2 separate regions of the Mus musculus genome follow, and region 1 is linked to region 2. A link is a contact called in public promoter capture Hi-C data. All regions are on one chromosome and are shown on one strand. The core of a region is the stretch at or near the end of the contact, and the rest is flanking DNA. Distances in the headings are between cores, read along the strand shown.

Evidence for each region. Capture Hi-C pulls out chosen DNA fragments and counts their contacts.
Region 1: a promoter capture Hi-C map of liver shows a contact between it and region 2. The contact joins the promoter of Smpd4 here to the promoter of Serpind1 in region 2. A contact is called at or near these places in 3 of 39 promoter capture datasets (3T3-L1-derived adipocytes, cranial neural crest and hippocampal neurons), 1 of 115 datasets of contacts at active chromatin or transcription factors (bone marrow-derived macrophages) and 3 of 9 other capture datasets (adipose tissue, liver and pancreatic islet).

The regions. Positions count from the first base shown.
Region 1 is chr16:17,617,630-17,620,986 of GRCm38.p6, reverse strand. Smpd4 (sphingomyelin phosphodiesterase 4) reads right to left here and starts at 1,633. Exons shown (of 19, transcript NM_001164610.1): 1 at 1,553-1,633.
Region 2 is chr16:17,329,760-17,333,204 of GRCm38.p6, reverse strand. It overlaps Serpind1 (serine (or cysteine) peptidase inhibitor, clade D, member 1), which reads right to left and starts at 1,834. Exons shown (of 5, transcript NM_008223.4): 1 at 1,758-1,834. The region is part of intron 19 of Pi4ka (phosphatidylinositol 4-kinase alpha); the gene reads left to right.

The sequences.
Region 1 (3,357 bases), core at 384-2,883, 290 kb before region 2:
CTGGAATCATATTCTTCCCTAGAGCCTGAAGATTAAAGCAAGTCTTGATCTGGACCTTCTAATACCCTAGTGCCTGCCTGAACTGGTCACTATGTGACTATGGGAAAACAAACACAAAGGGGGCTAGGTAAAGCACCACTAGGAAATACATCTTCACAGCCCACAAGGCTGATGCAAATCAGGAAACAAGGGTAAAAAACAGCAAAAGACTTCTCAGCACCCACCTAGCAATCAGCAGAGCCAAGAGTCTAGCAAACTCCTTACAAATCTCGTGTCTGTAAGAGAAGGGTGAAGCAAGTAATGTGTGCTTCTTGCGACAAATGAAGAAGTTCTATGAAGGAAGAATTTGAACTCACCACCAAAAATTAGGCATAGCCCTGCAGCTTCCTACCTCCCAGTGCCTATGGTAAGAAACACAAAACAATCAAGAGCTGGAAAGAGCAGAGAGCCTACTGTGTGCCACCGATGGACTAGTGATAGCTTTTCTGTCTCAGCCCTGCTCACTACAGGAGAAAAGGTGCTAAGCTGGCAATGCCAGTCTGCAAGGAGAGAAGCCAGACAGTAGGAGTTTAAGGCAGTTGTGGTTTTGAAAGACCACCAATCTTTGCCATGTGGCAAGAGAAACAATTCTTAGGTTTTGGGTTTTGTTTTGTTTTTTTTTTTCCAATTCTTAATTCAGTCTCAGTGTTAAGGAAAACTGAAAATGTTTCAGTCCTGACCTACATTGCAAACTACCATGAAATGATCAGGGCAGCATAAAATTGTGGACTACTCGATAAGGGCAGAGATCTAAAGGAGACAAGAAGTCAACTCTCTCCTCAGAAGAAGCAGACAGTTGAAAAATCAGAGATGTCTAACGAAGGTCTTTCCACGATTCCACGAATAGGGCAACGACACTGATACTCTTGCTTTTAGGCCCTGTCACCCACGCCCGAAGCCAGCGTGCATGCAGTGCCGAAGGCCTTTGCTTCGGTCGACCCCTCAAAGTCCACTTTCTTCAAGAACTGCTTGCGACTGTTTTTGAGGTTTCTAATGACTACGAACTCCAGCCAAGCTTAGCGCGCCACTGTCAAGAACTCCCTCGGCTGACTCTGAGAAGCTGCGGCGTGCCCTCATTTGTTGATCACAACTTCCTATACCTCCAAAGTTTCGAGACTACCCTATTACATTACAGAGGAGGAAACTGAGGCTCGGGAAAGTCGCAAGGTAGAACCTAAACCCACAACGAGTTCTACTACCAAACATCGCTAGCTGAGCCCAAGGTTCAACTTTCCCTCCAAGTCCCCCTCCCTCAACTCTCACATCGAGCGTTCATCCACCCCCTACCCGGACCGTCTGCGAGGACCACGCAGGAAGGCGGCAGAAAGCCATGACCCTGGAGAGCGGCGTGAGGTTGCAGCCGGGCCCTGGGCTCCCGGCCGGCCCCGTACAGGCCGAGCTGTCGGGAGGCCCAAGTCCCCCACAGCTCGAGGAGGAACGGAGCCAGCCTCGGCGGGGACCCGAGAAAACCGCACGGTGCTGGGCTGCCTCGCGCGCGGCTCCCGCCACTCACCTGCCGTGCTGATAGCACAAATCTCGAGCTTCTCAGAGAAGGGAGCCGCCATTCGGACACTCGGCGCCTAATGTCGTCATCAAGCTGCGCCGGGTGCCACGCCCCCTTAGTTTGGCGGGAATCCGAGAGGATCAAAGTAAGGTCTGAAATACAGAAGACAACAGGAATACGCGTCTAGAAAAATAGATATAGGCAAGACTTTTCAACACTGTACTTCACTGACACAGAAATAGCCTGGAGAATTAAAATGGGACTACATGAAATGAAAAGTTTCTAGAAAGAGGTTGTTGCCCTGGTGACACACGCTTTTAATCCATGCGTTCTGGAGGCAGAGGCAGGCAGATCTCTTGAGTTCAAAGCCAGAGGTTCAAGATAGCCAGGATTACACAGAGAAACCCTGTCTTGAAAAGACAAACAATCAAGCAATCAATAATTGAAACTTCTTTGAAAGAATTCTTCCTGGTTAAGAACCAACAAATATACAAGTACACAAATAACACCCCCACCCCCAATAAACCAGGTGTTGGTGGCAGCACACGCCTTTAATCCCATCACTAGGGAGGCAGAGGCAGGCAGGCAGATCTCTGTGATTCTGAGGCCAGCTTGGTCTTCAGGGTGAGTTCTAGGACAATCAGGGCTACATAAACCCTGTCTCGAAAACAAAACAAAAATCCTCATACTTCTTAAGCTAATAAAAATTTTAAAAGTTGTTTTTTTAGAGCCCTTAAAGAGTGCTTCAAGGAAGAAACCTGCACAAAATAGATAAGTACATGCAATCCTAAATACCCATCATCCAACAGGATTTACCAAGTACCCAGCATATGCCAGGCACGGTTCTGGGTGCTGCTACCTAAATCCGTCTATCAGGGATCTGATCGTCAGGCAGCGGACAGCTTTCCACCACACCATTCCCATGGCTAACATACTGCCCTATTCACATTAAGCACTCAGAACAAGTCAAGCAAGTATGTAAAAACCTCTCGGGATGCTTGCCCTGGGTTGTTGGAGCCGCTACAGACTGGGAGCTGCAGGGCCTGGCAAGGAAAGAGGTGGCCAGTAGCTGGCGCTGTGGAGGCTCCTCACCTGCTAGACTGCAGCGAATTCTGCAGGGTGGAAGGGAATTGGGGTGGGGAGTGGTGGTCAGGGGAAGAGGCGGGAGAGGGAAGTGGAGGAGGTACGCGGGCCCAACACTCACCTTTTTCAGGGTGCTCGACTGACAGAGGCTAGACTCAGGGCTTTCACAGGTCTGGGGGAGGCCACGCTGCAAAAGCTGGGCATGAAGGGAAAAAGGTGCTGAGCACCAAGGAGATGGGCTGCATGGACTTGGGCAGGTTGCAAGTCCCTGCAGACACGCCTGCTTTGGAACTCTTCCAAATCTCATCTGCTACTCTGAAAAAGCCCCACCACAGCACGATACATACTCTGTCCATGTTCTCTCTCTCTCTCTCTCTCTCTCTCTCTCTCTCTCTCTCTTCCTCTCTTGTCCCAAATATTTATATTTATTTTTCTGTTCCCATACCTTTCCTTTTCTTTTTCTTTTTTGTTTTTTCGAGACAGGGTTTCTCTGTGTAGCCCTGGCTGTCCTGGAACTCACTCTGTAGACCAGGCTGGCCTCGAAGTCAGAAATCTGCCTGCCTCTGCCTCCCGAGTACTGGGATTAAAGGCATGTGCCACCACCACCCAGCTCCCCACTTTATTTTTGTTGTTGTTGTTTTGTTTTGGTGTTGTTGTTTTATGGGTTTTGTTTTGTTTCTTTTCTGGAACTCACTATGTAGACCAGGCAGGCTTCAAACTCTGCCTTCAGG
Region 2 (3,445 bases), core at 585-3,084:
TTCTGACTGTGAATAAGCCCGATCCATCTCAGCACTTTGCTGAGACTCATGGCTACATAATCTACACATGTGGAACAATTACTGGAAACAGTATCTAATGTAAATAGAACTAGTTTCAAGATAAAATCAGGCATGGGTATCATTGAAATTAAGTGGGCTAGAGAGGGGGCTCAGCAGTTAGTACGAGAGTTCAGGTCCCAGCCCTCCAGGTGGGTGGCTCAGCCATCTGTAACTCCAGCTGCAAGGAGTTTTGTACCCTTCTGGCAGTCTGCACAATGTGGTGCATACTTGAACAGACAAGTGCATATGCACAAATAAAAAAACTTAATGGAAGCCTTTTTATGATTACAGTTAAAAATTTCCTTGGCTAAAACAGTAGTTACAATAATGTTAAAGAACAAAAGAAAAGCCAACTTGAATTAATGTAGGTTCAAGGAGACTAGTCTGAGCCCAAATAGAAAAGATGTTCTTCATCTTATCCTGGAACTCAGAACACATTCTGGTTTGGTTAGGTTGGGTTGGGTTGGGTTGGTTCTGAAGGGTAAGCATCATATACCCTGTTCCTGAAGGTATGTCCAAAAGCCATAAGCCATAATTTTCATTATTCTCTTCTTAGAGAAAGGAAAAAATGTAGTTATTTTATGCATTGAAAATTAACGATCTGACAGATAAATCTTTCTATATTGCTCATCAGTTTCATTAAAAAAAAATTAAGGCATTTAAAAATACCTGTAAGTTGTGTATGCGTTCAAATTGCTGTCTTTGAATTAAAGTGCTATAATTTTAAGATATTCATCAAAATTTTGTTTTCATGGGAACATCATATAGTGTATTCTTGAGAGTTGCATGGATTGGAGTTGGCCTTTTTGTATATGTGTCATAAAGAACACCATTTCCTACTGTGATCTCTCCAGATCCAAACAGAACAAGCAAGAAGGGAAACCTTTTTATGTTAAAATAACTTCAAACTTACAGAAGAATTGAAAGAATAGAGTAGCAGAGCAGCCACTGTGTTCCCTTTACTGTTGTGTGCGTGTGTGGTGTGATGTGGTGTGTGTGTGTCACGGTGTGGTATGTGTGTGTGTGGTGTGTGTATGTGTGTGGTGTGGTGTGGTGTGTGTGTGTGGTATGGTATGTGGTGTGGTATGATATGTGTGTGGTGTGGTGTGGTATGGTGTGGTATATGTGTGGGGTGTGTTGGTGTGTGTGTCGTGTGGTATGGTGTATGTGCGTGTGTATGTGTGGTGTGTGTGTATGATGTGATGTGGTGCACATGGGGGGGTACATGTATATGTATCAACATATGTACACGTTTTCTGGGCATTTTGAGGTTAGATCTCTTACATTCCTCTAACCTTTAATAGTAATGCTTAGGTGGAAACTTCCTCTAGAACAAGAATATTCTCATTCTTAATCACTAGACAATTATCTAATTTGAAAAGAAATTGATTTTGTGCCCTAGGGTGATAGATACCCAGGGGCTACAAGTGCTGGAATTTCAATCTTGTGCTGCCATGCCCAGTTTCCAGTATAAAGTATCAAAGGTATAATAATCTTGTCTCTTAAAATTCAAATTCCATTTTTGTCAGTTGTACCAATATTAATATTAAACTAAACATTAAACTAAATTTTAAAGAATATTAAACTAAATTTTAAAAATAACATATTCTTTTCTCAATAAAGGAACCAATTGTTTAGCTCTAAGCATTAAAAATAAAAATTTATAATTGGCAAAAAATGTTAGAAACCAAACTTACCTCTGTACCTCTGAGCAGTGGTGTGGCAGAGATGAGACCAGAGAAGGTCAGCAGCAGGTTTCAATGTGAACTTTGGTGCTGGGCTGTTGTGTGTTTTCCAAAGCAAATATGTCCTAACTCAAACACCACTCAAGTAGCTTTGTCAGCAGAACCCTTTCAGCTCACTTTGATCACTTAGGGACAAGCTACTTCCAAACTACAGTTCTGTGTGGCTGCTGTGTGGCTGTTGAGTGTTCCTATCTGTGTCAGCACGTCTGCACCATCTTGTTCAGCACATCTCGCTGAAGTTATGCATACCTGAGGCACTGTTCAGTGTCCTGGGAGCCATGTCTTCCCCTGCTGGGTCTCCGTCTGTGTGAAGGCTGCTACACAATAGATGGAGTTACCTTAAGTTCACGGGAAGCTTTTTCCTCACTGAAAGGGGAAGGGGAAAGTTAAGGTTGGTGACTTAGGAAATGCATAAATTGGTGTAGACCTTTGGAGTTGTTTGTTTGTTTGTTTGTTTTCAAGACGGGTTTCTCAGTGTAGCCCTGGCTGTCACTATGTAGACCAGACTGGCTTTGAACTCACAAGAGATCTGCCTGTCTCTGCCTCCTGAGTGTTGAAATTGAAGGCATGTACCACTATGTCTTGCCCTCAAAAACTTTTAAAATGTTGTTTTTACTGTCATTCCTCAGCATATAGTTACCAAATTAATATATCTTTGGATTATATTGTACTAAGTTGTATCTGTGTGAGAGTGTATATATGTGTCTTTGTGCGTGTGTGTGTCTGAAAGAGAATGTGTGTGTGAGAGAGTGTGTGTGTGTTTGTATGAGAGAGTGTGTGTGCATGTATGTGTGTATAAGTGAGAGAGAGGGAGGGAGAGAATGTGTGTGTGTGTGTGTGTGTGTGTGTGTGTGTGTGTGTGTGTGTGTGTGTGTGTTAACTCCACATACATCTCTACCAGGAGCAGCATCGAGTTGCTCAGAGAGACTCTCCAGTCTATTAGGGACTGCTTTGCAGCTTCAGCCCTAGCAGGCTCTGAGCCCTTGGTACTTAAATGCTGTTTCTCTTTGGTGCATCTTCCTTGCAGAGCAGTATGTGGGTGTCACTTGGATGTCACTTTTCTGTCTTAGGAAACCATATTGAGCACCTTGACTGAAACTATAGTTAGCATTCTCTCCTGTAAAGAAAAAATGCTGGATGTGGTATGTTAGGTACTTTTGCTGTGGTATGTTACAGGAGAAAGGGTTAATAGGACTTAAGTTTGCAGAGGGTTAGAGTCTGTGATGGTAGAGTGAAGGCATGACCACAGGAACTTCAAGAGTTCACATGAACTACAAGCAGGAGGCAAGGGCACACTGGGAGTGGGCCAAGTCTTTTGAAATGTCAAACACCACCCAAAATACACACCTCCTAGTCCTTGACAAACAGTTCCACAGCTAGGGACCAAGTTTTCACACATATGAGCCTCTTATTCAGACACCACAGATGACTCAAACTACTGCTCTGGCAGAGTACTCAGGCTCAATTCCCAGTACCATATCAAGTGACTCATGACTGCTTGAAATTCCAACTTGAGGGGCTCTGCTACCTCTGGCCTTCAAGAGCACCTGCACTCAAATGCAGAAATGCTCACACATGCACATAATTTTAAAAATAGAATTTAAAAAATAATTTTTAAAATATGCTTGTTATGTAAGGGA